3 separate regions of the Pan troglodytes genome follow, and all the other regions are linked to region 2. The links are chromatin contacts, called in public Hi-C and HiChIP or PLAC-seq maps. All regions are on one chromosome and are shown on one strand. Each heading gives the region's core, a stretch centred on a gene start, on an enhancer-like site or on the middle of the called end of the contact. The rest is flanking DNA. Distances are from core to core; before and after follow the strand shown. Region 1 holds the start of DYNC1H1 (dynein cytoplasmic 1 heavy chain 1). Region 2 holds the start of ZNF839 (zinc finger protein 839). Region 3 overlaps DYNC1H1 (dynein cytoplasmic 1 heavy chain 1).

What was found. Hi-C and Micro-C count contacts between places; a contact is called where the count stands out from the background. HiChIP or PLAC-seq counts read pairs in DNA pulled down with a chosen protein or histone mark.
Region 1: an H3K4me3 HiChIP or PLAC-seq map of stem cell-derived excitatory neurons shows a contact between it and region 2, with 8 times the contacts expected there. The contact joins the promoter of DYNC1H1 here to the promoter of ZNF839 in region 2. A contact is called at or near these places in 2 of 7 Hi-C or Micro-C datasets (induced pluripotent stem cells and stem cell-derived neural progenitor cells) and 1 of 1 datasets of contacts at active chromatin or transcription factors (stem cell-derived excitatory neurons).
Region 3: a contact with region 2 is called in a Hi-C map of stem cell-derived neural progenitor cells, with 4 times the contacts expected there. The contact joins the enhancer-like site here to the promoter of ZNF839 in region 2. A contact is called at or near these places in 2 of 7 Hi-C or Micro-C datasets (induced pluripotent stem cells and stem cell-derived neural progenitor cells), 1 of 1 datasets of contacts at active chromatin or transcription factors (stem cell-derived excitatory neurons) and 1 of 1 other capture datasets (stem cell-derived neural stem cells).

The regions. Positions count from the first base shown.
Region 1 is chr15:99,977,163-99,981,386 of NHGRI_mPanTro3-v2.0_pri, reverse strand. It overlaps DYNC1H1 (dynein cytoplasmic 1 heavy chain 1), which reads right to left and starts at 2,504. Exons shown (of 78, transcript XM_016926971.4): 1 at 2,007-2,504. The coding sequence starts at 2,262.
Region 2 is chr15:100,330,425-100,334,467 of NHGRI_mPanTro3-v2.0_pri, reverse strand. It overlaps ZNF839 (zinc finger protein 839), which reads right to left and starts at 1,434. Exons shown (of 8, transcript XM_063793896.1): 1 at 864-1,434. TRNAI-AAU (transfer RNA isoleucine (anticodon AAU)) reads right to left here and starts at 3,293; the gene lies at 3,220-3,293.
Region 3 is chr15:100,057,941-100,062,241 of NHGRI_mPanTro3-v2.0_pri, reverse strand. It overlaps DYNC1H1 (dynein cytoplasmic 1 heavy chain 1), which reads right to left. Exons shown (of 78, transcript XM_016926971.4): 71 at 4,016-4,233; 72 at 3,809-3,912; 73 at 554-765; 74 at 1-76. Among named protein-coding and RNA genes, the nearest start is that of HSP90AA1, 41 kb to the left of the region's middle. Within about 2 kb of position 1,956, at least 6 of the 24 cell types and tissues checked have an H3K27ac peak or open chromatin away from gene starts, as enhancers often do. A contact at or near this core is called in induced pluripotent stem cells, stem cell-derived neural progenitor cells and stem cell-derived neural stem cells, where this site is marked.

The sequences.
Region 1 (4,224 bases), core at 1,255-3,754, 350 kb after region 2:
CAAGTCATTATGGAGCCAAGATTTGGATACCTGCATATTTGTTTTGCTGAAAGAAAAAAAGGTACTCATAAGACAACAGAGAGAATTTGCAGTAGATATTGTACTACATAAACATAGTCCCCCCACCCCAATAATTTTAGCAACGTCCAATTTTAAGATGCCTGGAAAAAGCGAATTACTGGTGATCACTCTAGAAGCAAAGTATAAAACTTAAATTTTTTTTCATAAAAAGAGTGACACAAGGTAAAAAAAATAAAATCACTGATTCTAATACATAAACTATGCAATAAAAATATCAAGGATTAGCAATGGTCAAGCTACTCAAAATACAATTAACTTTAAAAATGCAGATTAAAATGTATTTTAATAAAATGATGAATATGCATTGAAAAATGACCACAAAGACATAAACCAAAAATGCTGACAGTGATTATATCTGGGTCAAACAATTCCCGGTGATTTTTACTTTAGCTGTATAGTACATTTTCTACAATGACTATATGTTTTTTGGGAAAAAAAAAGAGTAGATAAGTTTTTTTTTTTTTAACTTTTGTGGCTTCCACTTAGGAATACATAATCCCAAACATCACAGTAAACAACCCTCAAAAACATTAATACTCTAAATATGCTCAAATGGTTTATTTGCCTTGAACATTCCAAGTGGATATAAGAAAAAAATATTCTTTTACACCCTGCTAATCTCTGGCAGGAAACCAAGGCTACAGGGAAGCATCTTCTGAGTAAGAATAGCCTTTGAAAGAAACAAACTATCAGAAACACAGTGTGTGTTAAGGATGGGGCAGACAGTACAGGGTCTCTCACTGAGAGAACCATACAGTTTTTTGAAATTTTAAGAAGCTTGTTGGCAAATATTTTTAGACAATCTCCAATCCCTAGAGGCTAACCTTGGACGTCATCCTTAGGTTCTTAGATGGACATGCCACGCCCAAAGTGGTTGTAATGGGCTACAAAGTGGTTGTAATGAATCCATGAGAAAGCCTGCCTGCAGGCAAGCCCCAGACTTAGATGAATGTAACCTTGCTGGTGGGCGATCATTATTTGAGGAGACAGCTGGAACACGCTAACTCTAGCCTCTTCCCCCTACTAGGTGCCTAACCTGAATCTTTTTTTTTTTTTAATCTGTAAAATTAGACTCAAATATTACAGGGTTATCATTAACATCATCGAAGCATTAAACAAATACGAGGTATGATCAGCGAAAACAAGCAGTGGACGGGGAGCTGAGACACTGAGTCTAGTCTCAGGACTAGGATTAGCTGGTGACCTTGGGTGAAATCACTTAACCTGAGCCTCAGTTTCCTCAGGTGTAAAATCAGGATACACCCGTTCAGCAAGGATGCTGTGAGAGCATCCACCTACAACAGTGATGCTCGCAGGCCCGGGGTTGGCACAGTCGCTCTGTGGGCCTCGGCCTCTGGGTCCCCACAAGGCAGGGCTGGGACACCCGCCCGACCTCCTCCCGAACCAGAACCCCGGCTGCCCCCAGCTCCGCGGGTCTGTCCCCGACACATCCCTCCCGAAGGCCACTTGGCTTGGACGCAAATCGAAACCGAAAAGCTCATGTGACACTGGAGGCAGGGATGCGGCCTCGCCCGCGCTCAGCCCAGGGAGACGCTGTCTCCACCCAACTCGGCCATCTTGAGAGGCCCGAGCAGACAAAGCGACCCCATTGTTTTGGGTGACGGCAGACGGGGACCCCTTTCCCCTCCCCGCGACCAAGAGCCGGGCGCCCTGGGGGCTCCGGGCCGGGCAGTGGGTGTGGCGAGGGCGAGCCCCGGGCGCCGCGCCGGCCTCTGCGGGGCGTCTGCGGCCCTGGGGACCCAGCCGGCGGGACGTCTGCGGCCGCCGGGCTCTGCCCATCCCGGGGTCATCTGAAGCTGCCGGGCTCCTCCCATCCCGGGGACATCTGCGGCCCCGGAGGACCTGGCAGGCCCTGCATTCCGCGAGGCCTGGCTCTGGCGACCCTGCCCTCCGCGGCCCCGCACCTTTGAGCGTGGAGCGCTCCACCAGCACCGTGTGGACCTGCGGGTCCGAAAGGAACTTGCGCATCTGCTCCAGGGCGCTCTTCTCCTCCAGCGCCGCCTCCAGCGCGGCCGGCGCCTCGCCGCCGTCCTCCAGCAGCAGCGGCACCAGCTTGCGCAGGTGCTTCTGCAGCACCGACACGTCCGCCACATTCTGCACGGCCGACACTTCCAGGCCGGCCGAGCCGTCCTCGCCGCCGCCGCCCCCGGGCTCCGACATGGTGCCGCGCTCTGGACCTTCCAGGAGCGATGAGAAGGCGGCCGCGACTCAGCGAGACAGCCAGCAAGAGACAGAAACGGCCGCCGGAAGCCGGACCGTCCGCTAGCCCACCGCAGACTGAGGAGACCGGGAGCCGGCCCCGCCCTAAAGGCAGCCACTGCCAGCTGGCCCCGCCCCGCCCCGCCGGCCGCAGCCGCCGCAGCCACCCGCGCTCGCTCGCGGCCTTAGCGTCACGGCGTCGCGCGTGCGCGGGGGGCGGGCCCGGCGATGTCGCCGCGCGCCCTTCTGGGACTTGTAGTCTCGGCGCTGGTCGGGGCCCGCAGCCTCCGCACTGCGAGTCCTAGGACATGGGGACTTGGCTCAACGTCCTGGCTCGGCGCGCTCGGCGAGGTTGGTCAGGGGCCGCGTCTGTCTTCTTCACTGCTGTGGACGCAGCGAATAGCACACAGCCAGAGAAACTTTATAGTGAATGAGTGATGTTATTGGCGAGAGCTAACGTTTAGTGAGCGCTTAGCCTGTGCCCGGCGTTGTTCTAAGCCCTTAACCTCTCATTAAATGTTCTCTCATTGAATGAATGAATGACTACATATCAGGTACCAAAATATAGGCACGACAGATGTGTTATTAGATATAGACGGGGAGATTGAGGATACTTTTCAGAGGGGGAGGAGATGAGGGGCGTGCTCAGAGAGTCCCATTGCCAGGCTGGAAACGGACAGCTGGGGAGGGGGCCTTCGGGGCAGTGTAAGGTTAAGCCAGGAATGACACCTTCACTGTACGTAAAGCCAAGCTGTGATGGGATCTGGTTCCTAATGACAAAAATCATTGTCCCCGAGGACGCTGTGAGGACCAAGAGGGAGACCTACTGAGAACAGCTACCTCCAGCAATGACTCTCCTCCAGCCCCCTAGAGCTGGCACTGTCATTCTGTGGGCCTCAGTATCTGGGTCCGTACAAGGCAGGGGCTGGGTTGCCTGCCCACCAAGTTTCCCCCTAGTTCGGACCCACCACGACCTCCTCCCCTACACCATGACTACATAAGAGCCAGAATCCAGGCTGCCCAGCTGGGTGCGGTGGCTCACGCCTGTAATCCTAGCATTTTGAGAGGCTGAGATGGGAGGATTGCTTGAGGCCAGAAGTTCCAAGACCAGCCTGGTCAACCTAGCGAGACCCTATCTCTATGTGTATTTAAAAATTAAAAATTTTGTAAAATAATAAAAATAATAGAATCCAGGCTGCCCATCTTTGTAGTTTAGAGATGGTAGGTTCTTCTAAGGGGTAGTAATTGGCCTTTGAAAGTTCACATTCATAACTTCTTTCTTAAGTTGGGTGGAGAGAGGGAAGCCAATGGCGTTTTTTTTTGTTTGTTTTTTTTTTGTTTTTTTTAAACATCAAAGTGCACTGTCAGAGTGCCGAGTCCTGATTGGTGGAATGATGATGGTATGATTTGATTCTCCCAAATCATCTTTGAAAAACTGTGAAACATACAATAAGCTTATTCCTTGCCTAATTACCGGTTGCTGGGTCCCAGGGGGTTGCTGGAACACGGAGACTAATGATTCTTGTCTTTAAGGAGCATGTGGAAGAGGGGACAGATGAATAACCCATCTTCCTGCTCTCCATCAGTCCGCCCTGGTGTGATGTGCCTAAGCAGTTCTGAATAATCTTCCTGGAAAAAATAAATAGGCAACTGCGATGAGTTTGTGCAAGGATCCTAATGGTAATGAATAATAATAACACACCACTGACAGCGAACGCTGAGTGCTCACTGCGTGCTAGGCACTATGCAGAGGGTTTCCCCTCACATGTACTTTAGGGGTAGAAAGAGGGACAAAGAGGAAACTCTATTAGGTGCAGATCAGTGAACTCTGAATAGGCCATCCACCATCTGAGACTCAGAAACCTGCAGGGACCTGGCCAATGGGCAGGCTGCATGCTGGCTGCACCATGAGTCAGCACCAGA
Region 2 (4,043 bases), core at 185-2,684:
GCTGAACCAGCGGTGAAAGGCCTGTAAGAAGAGCTAGGGAGCACGCAAAAGCCCCCAGCAGGGCTGTGAAGGCAGAGAAGGCACGAGGGCGTTCCAGGCACAGGGCCCAGCGTGAGCAACCGCTCCTAGAGTGAGGCTCCTGGGGTGAAAATGCCAGGGTGGTGACAGGTGGGGGCCGAACGCCGTCCCTAAGAAGCTCAGCCTGGGGACGCCCTGAGTCTTAACCCGGGCGGATACTGGCCTCCCCGGACAAGCAGCTAGCCCCGCCGCGGGGCGTCGGCCCTCTTCGGGCCTCAGTTTCCCCACGTCCCTCCCGACGCCTCACCTGGGGCGGGAGCAAGCGCGGGGACTCGGTGCCCCGGCCCCGCTGCAGGGCGGCCTGTTGGGCCGCGTCCCGCAGCCGCCGCGCCGCGTCCTGCAGCACGAAGTGGGGCGGCGGCGGCGGCGGCGGCTGCGCCTTCGTCACCTGCTCCTGGACCTGCCGCAGCTGCTCGGGGCCCAGCGGGGCCACACGTGCGACGCTGCCGCTCTGGCCCGGAGGAGCCGGGCCGCCGCCGCCGCCGCCGCCGCCACCATCCTCGCTGCCGCCCCCAGCCTCCGGCTCCGCATCCGCCATGGCGGCCGAGGCGGGGACTCGAACCGGGGTCGCTGAGCGACGGCGTCTCCAATGTACGTCACCTAGGAGAGGGGCAGGCTACGAGTGCCTCGCAGGCCAAGACACCTCGGAAGGCGACCGTGTCTGGCCGGGAAAGTCGTGGAGTGCCCCGCCCCAGCCGACAACCGCCGCGGCTCCTAGGGCTGATCAGCAGAGCGGACCCCCCTTATTTTCCTTATTGCCTGTCACGGATGTGTTTAAGACTCACCTTCTCCGGGAGCTGTCCCGGATCTCCCAGGGGGAGGTCTTCGGTGTTCCAGAGCCCCTGGCCCAAAAGTTACCACACTATCCAAGTGTTCTGACGTCATCATGCATCCGAATCAGCGGAGGATGCTGTCTGGAGATGCAGAGTACTGTGCCCACCCCTAAACATTTGGATTTATACATCTGAGAGGGGACCACAGTTTGAATTGTTAACGAGAGTGTTTCCCAAATTTTTGCCTTGTCACCCTAGCTTCTCTCTACCCACCCACCCAGATTGGGTGCAGCTTGAAGGGAGAGATGATATATTACACAATCGGTGCTCAGCACAGGCCCTGCCCAGAACACAACGCACGCTCAGGGCATGAATGATGGATGGACGAATATGAATAAACGAATGAGTGAACGAATGAATGAACCCACCCTCTCTCTATCCATCCAGCTCCACTGCCCCATCTTCCTCAGCCTGATCGCCTCTCCTTCTTACGGTTGAGGCTCTGTGCGCCCTCCGAATCTTGTAGCTGCAGGTGTGTACACATGTCCCAGCTCCTTTCCCCAGGGAGAGCAGGAGGTCCACTGGTCCACAAACCCTTATTAAGCACCTGGTGGGTGAACCGCTGTTTCCGCCCTGGGGGGTATACAGTCTAGGTGCCGACCCCCAAGGAGGAAACTTCCCAAGGGGGAAGGAGGAAACTGGCATTTGCAGCACAGTGTGATGAGCGCTGAAGCCGGTAAAGTAAGGCTGGCGGCCTGGGTGGCGTCAGAGAAGGTTCTGGAAGATCACCATCATCCTCATCAATACTCACATTGCATTCACGATGATCCCTTCCGTGTTATTTTTTAATGGTGAATTTTATATTATGGGTATCTTACCACAATTTTTTTTTTTTTTTTTTTTTGAGACAAGATCTCACTCTGTCACCCAGGCTGGAGTGCAGTGGCACGATCTCGGCTCACTGCAACCTCCATCGCCTGGGTTCATACGGTTCTCCTGCCTCAGCCTCTTGAGTAGCTGGGATTACAGGCGTCCGCCACCATGCCTGGCTAATTTTTGTATTTTTAGTAGAGACGGGGTTTCATCATGTTGGTCAGGCTGGTCTTGAAACCCTGACCTTAGGTGATCCACCCGCCTCGGCCTTCCCAAGTGCTGAGATTACAGGTGTGAGCCACCACACCCGACCAGATTTCAGGAATTCACATGCCTTCTGTTCAAAATAATTTTCATGCCACCGTGGCATATTCTAAACCCCTTCAAGCTCAGGAAACTTGAGGGCAGCAACCTCCACCGATTCCTCCATGCTGTGTCCCTGCATCTAACAACGTGCCTGGCACGACTATTAAACGATGTGACATCCATCCTGTGTACAGGTGTCTATTTTAAGTGTCAGCTGCCCCAGGCTCTCCTAACTTTGCTTATAATAGCAGCAGCGCCATCGGCTGGCATTTATTGAGAACTTTTACTACACCCTGGGCACATACCAAGGTCTGCAGATGTTGAGCTGCTTCTTATTTAGGTCAGAACTAGTAGCTGTTTCCACTGTAGAATTTTCAAAAACAGGTGGAGCCCTTGCCGGATCCTGACATAAAATGGCATCAACCTTATACAACCGGCTTTTGTTCAGCTGAGCACACCTGACCACCCTAGAAACGAACCGAGTGAGAAATTCATCCACTTGCTCTGGCTTCAAAATGTAGAACCAAGAGGAAGAAATGTGAAGCCTAAGATGTCTCCGAAAAGAAAAGAGGGGGGATAAAAAGCAAGAGAAGGTTTCCAGAGGCTTCCACAACCTGAACGCCTCACTAAAAACATGGCAGTCATCTAGTGGTTGTCACTGTCTCCAGCGGGTTGGGGTTTGTGTCTCACCGTTTTGCTCCCAGCCTAGAACGGTGCTGGGCATGCAGTAGCTCTCCTTATGCATCTGTGGAATGCATTCATTCCAGACCTGGATTTTCACCTCCAAGACTTCCCCGCAAGGGGGCCCAGGGAACACTAGGCGGTGATATCTGCGAGCACCTGTCTTCACTGGGCGGTTCCTCCAGGCCAGACGCAGCCTCAGGAAACGTGGGGGGTGGGGGCGGGGGATGTGCATCTGTTTGGATGTCCAGAGTGTCCTTTAAAACGACAAAAGTAAAAGGCCTAACCAATGGCATTCTAAAACAGACCCTTCAGGTGGCGGCGCGGGGACTCGGGGTGAGGAGCCACCGCCCCAGCGCGCTCTGAGTTCCTCCCGCTCTCCCCAGCAGGTAGCCTTGGACAACCTCTGGGCCCAGTCCAAAAGATTCCGCAATTCTCTCCTGCCTGCACGCCGGTTACAGTATCAGAAAGGAACATTGGGGGGACCGAAAAAAAAAAAAAGCTAGACTGGCCCGTACGGGGATCGAACCCGCGACCTTGGCGTTATTAGCACCACGCTCTAACCAACTGAGCTAACCGGCCGCTTGATGCTGGGCCCCCACGGGAGCGCCTAAGAGGGCTCCAAGCCCGCGCCCGCCCCCTAGCGACTCCCTGCCGAGCCCGCGCCACTGGCTGCATTCCGCTTCGCCACAGCCGCGACTTTCGACCTCTTCACAGTCATCCCCATTGGCCCGATGCAGAAACTAAGACCTAGGGGACTTCAAGGAGAAGGGAGGCGGCTCCCTACAGCGAAGGCGGCTTTTTTTCACAGGAAAAATGCAAATTGCACATGGGAGGCTTAGCTCCGCAGTGAGAAGGTTTTCAAACATGCCAACTCAGTGTTGTTTTTATCTCCGAAAATCCTGCAGCGTGGAAACTTCGTGTAACAGAGGCCTTTAGCATGGTTAAATCAAGCTTGGAAAATACAGAAAACCGGACAAAAGAACCACCGAATTCCCTATCGCCCAATAAACAAGGGCCGCTGGGGTCTTGGCTTCCTTCCTGCTGGTTTTTTTCCTACAGTACACGTGTATTTATATATATATACACACACACACACACGGAATCCAAAGCCTTGTATGAAGCAGTCTTTTTTTTGAGACGGAATCTCCCTCTGTCGCCCAGGCTGGAGTGCAGTGGCGCGATTTCGGCTCAATGAAGCAGTCTATTTTTTATCTTTCTTTTTGCATTTAATATTCTAGAATAAGCATATCCCTAAACAATTGCAAATGTCACTTTAAATGATTCCTCAGTGTTTCATTGACTGGACAAACCACCATGGCTTTCTCCTTT
Region 3 (4,301 bases), core at 707-3,206, 270 kb after region 2:
CAAGGTCCTGGCGAACGTCCTGAAGCAGCTTTGCACCCATCTTCACTTCTCTCTCAAAGAACCTGAACAAAGGATCCTAAAATCGTTCAAAAGGGTGAAGAGAAGTTAGGAAGAGGTCCTTTCTCCAGTGTAAAGGTCAAACAGAAGTAACTCTCGGCCTCCAGGGAGAGCCCCAGAGCTTCCGAACTGTCCAGCTTTGGCAGAGCGTGACTTGGAACCGAGCTTGTGTGAAGCTGAGGCTGCTCAGAAACCCGCTGAGGCCCCTGCCTGAGTCGCAGCTCTTGGGGCTCTCTAGGGAGGAAGGGCTGCAGCTGCTTGCTGTGGAGCTGTCTGCCTATCTCACAATCTTCTGGAGTGTTTTCAGTCCATTTCAAAAGGGCCAACTCATCTTGCCCAATGCCTGGGCTCAGCTGGACACCTGCCCTGAGGTGACACCGGTGTGAGTACGTTCCGTCCGGCACAATGGAACCAATGGTCCACGGAACAATGGTCCGTGACCATACCCAGCACCTGGGACCTTGAGACCTGGCCGGCCCGCCACCCTCCCAGCTACCTTGATATTCTCCACGGTGCGCTTGAGGTGGCTCAGCGTCTGCGGGATGAGGTGCAGCCAGTTGGACGCGGTGGTGTGCAGTGTCCGCATCCAGGCAGGGCGCCCGTCGGACGTGGAGTCTGTCCTCGTCTTCTTCTCGGCCTCTGCGTACGCCAGGTCATCCTCATCCTCCAGCATCTGCATCTTCAGCATCTTACTGATCATGTCCACACCTGGGCCACAGTCCCACAGTCGCAGCAGGAGGGAGGGAGGGGACGGGCAAGAAATCACAGAGGGAAAAGGGACTTGAACGTAAAGGCCACATGGTGAGTGAGTCCACACTGGGAACTGCAGCAAAATCTGGAAGGTGCTCAGCCGTGTGTACATATATATATACACATATATATTTTTGAGATGGAGTCTCGCTGTCACCCAGACTGGAGTGCAGTGGCATGACCTTGGCTCACTGCAACCTCTGCCTCCTGGGTTCAAGCGATTCTCCTGACTCAGGCTCCCAAGTAGCTGGGATTACAGGCATGTGGCACCGTGCCTGGCTAATTTTTTCTTGTATTTTTAGTAGAGACAGGGTTTCACCATGCTGGCCAGGCTGGTCTTGAACTCCTGACCTCAGGTGATCTGCTCGCCTCGGCCTCCCAAAGTGCTGGGATCACAGGCATGAGCCACCACGCCTGGCCAGTCATATAAGTTTTTAAAGCACAGACAATGTCCTGACCAGAAAGCTAAGGAGACAAACACAGAATAAGAATTGTTACCAGGTCAAGAACATGACTATTAAAACTGACCCAGCAAGACAGCCACAGTGGCTCACGCCCACAGTCCCAGCACCAGCAAGACAGCCACAGTGGCTCACGCCCACAGTCCCAGCACCAGCAAGACAGCCACAGTGGCTCACGCCCACAGTCCCAGCACTGTGGGAGGCTGAAGCGGGAGCATCTCTAGAGCTCAGGGGTTCAAGACTAGCCTGGGCAACATAGTGAGACCCTCATCTCTACAAGAAATTAGAAAGGCAGGTGTGGTGGTGGCACCTGTGGTCCCAGCTACTTGGAAGGCTGAGATGGGGGGATCGCTTGAGCCCAGAAAGCTGAGGCTGCAGTGAGCTCTGATTGCACCACTGCACTCCAGTCTGAGTGACAGAGCAAGACTCAGTCTCAAAGCAAAAAAAAAAAAACAGAACCAGCAGCCCGAGTCCAAAGACTCAAGGAAGGCTCTTCAGGACCCTGGGTTTGGGTTCACTGTGAGACCTGGGCCAAGCCCCGGCCCGCTTTCAGCCCGACCATGAGTGCGTGCGTGCTCGAGAGACGCTCCAGGAGGGGGTGCCACCTGCCCTCTTAACTCAGAAAACTGGTCACCACAGTGTCCTTTGGCCTGTGACTGCCACCATGTGGCTGGGATTACCCCGAGCCTTGTGGTGCCTGCGGTGTGCTCTGGCCCCGCCCAGCTCGCCTGGCTTTGGCTCTCCCCCCAGACCCACCCAGCTCGCCTGGCTCTCCCTCCAGACCCGCCCAGCTCGCCTGGCTTTCCCTCCTGATTCTGTCCTGTTAACCAGCTGTGAGTTTCAGCAATGCCCTTGTCGTCTTAGCTTTTCGTGACTTTTTCCCATAAGAAAAAGTTGAGATTTGATCAGCTGCTGTCAACCCCACGTGTAGTGCTTGCAGGCTTTGTGAAGGCCAGTTGCTGGGCCCGTCCCCTGTCCTGATAGAATGCGCCTGGGCAGGGCCTGGGAACCCGCATTTCTTTTTTTTTTTGAGACAAAGTCTTGCTCTGTTGCCCAGGCTGGAGTGCAGTGGTGCCATCTCGGCTCACTGCAAGCTCCGCCTCCTGGGTTCACGCCATTCTCCTGCCTCAGCCTCCCGAGTAGCTGGGACTACAGGTGCCTGCCACCACACCCGGCTAATTTTTTTTGTATTTTTAGTAGAGACGGGGTTTCACTGTGTTAGCCAGGATGGTCTCCATCTCCTGACCTTGTGATCCGCCCACCTCGGCCTCCCAAAGTGCTGGGATTACAGGCTTGAGCCACCGTGCCCGGCTGGGAACCTGCATTTCTAAGAAGTTCTGGGGAGGCTGCTGCTGCTGCTGGTTTGGGAGCCACACTGTGAGAGCCACTGGGTTGGAGAATTTCTTAGCTCCCTTCTGGCTCACAGCACTTGAAGTCTTAAAAAACATCTTGTAAGTAAGTGAAAAGGAAAAAAAGACTGCTAAAAAATTCTAGGGAAGATGAATGGTTTTAAAAAATCACTTAATATCAGGTACTTTTCAACTCTTGAAGAAAAAAGAAACTGATTTTCTTTTTCTTTTTTGAGACAGAATCTTGCTCTGTTGCCCAAGCTGGAGTGCAATGGCGTGTTCTCAGTTCACTGAAACCTCTGCCTCCTGGGTTCAAGAGATTCTCCTGCCTCAGCCTCCAGAGTAGCTGGGATTACAGGTACCCACCACCACACCCAGCTAATTTTTGTATTTTTTGTAGAGATGGGATTTCACCATGTTGGCCTGGCTGGTCTCGAACTCCTGACCTCAGGTGATCCATCCATCTCAGCCTCTCGAAGTGCTGGGATTATAGTGGGATTATAGGCGTGAGCCACTGCGCCCGGCTTTTTTTTTTTTTTTTTGAGACAGAGTCTCACTCTGTTGCCCAGGCTAGAGTAGAGTGACGTGATCTCGGCTCACTGCAACCTCCATCTCCCGGGTTCAAATGATTCTCCTGCCTCAGCCTCCTGAGTAGCTGGGATTACAGGTGCCTGCCACCATGCCCACCTAATTTTTGTATTTTTAGTAGAGATGGGGTTTTGCCATGTTGACCAGGCTGGTCTGGAAATCCTAACCTCGAGTGATCTGCCCGCCTTGGCCTCCCAAAGTGCTGGGATTATAGGTGTGAGCCAGTGTGCCCAGCCAGTAACTGCTTTTCAATATGAGATGAACATCTAAATGTTATTTCAAGGCTCATTTACATAAATATCAAGCCTTTTCTCTAGAACTGAGTTGATGCTGCAGAGAAGATCCCTGTTAGAGCCAGTTCTTTCCTCTGCCTCCCCTCGGAGTGGAGCTAGGAGCAGCTGGAGACTGGCAGGAAGGCCGAGGCTGACAGAGCCACACCCAGCATAACCAGGGAGGGCCGTGGGACAGCAGCGCACACTCACCCTGCGTGTGGGGACCCTCGCCACCCACCCTGCGTGAGGGGAGGACCCTCGCCACCCACCCTGCGTGTGAGTAGGACCCTCGCCACCCACCCTGCGTGTGGGGAGGATCCTTGTTGCCTACCCTGTGTGGTAAGGAGGACTCTCTCGGCGTTGTTGGGCAGGCCCAGCCAGGAGGGCGTCTGGGTGTCAGGGAGCAACTCCACCCACTGCACAAACTCCTCTCGCCTAGAAAACCAGTGCATTTGGAAATGATGTCAGGGGTCACCTCTGAGTGACACCAGACACCCTGACATCACAACTGTCTCCATTCTGGCAGGCAGCAGCATACCTGATGCCATCTGGCATTTGAATGTCTTTATGTCCGTCAACCTTGCATGCCAGCTTAAACTCACTGTCGAAACTCCTGGTTGTGAACAGGCGCTCCAGGAAGGTGTTGAGCAGACGCTGGTCAAACTCGTTGTCCACGCGCCCGCCATAAATGGACTGGGCCATTAAGGTCTTTAGTGCAGACCACGGGATCTTATCCGGTGAGATGTTCTGCCTGCCCTGGGGGAGGAAAAGCAGGGTTCGTGTGTGTGGTCGGAGGCGGGCAGGCCCGGGGCTTCCTTTCGAGG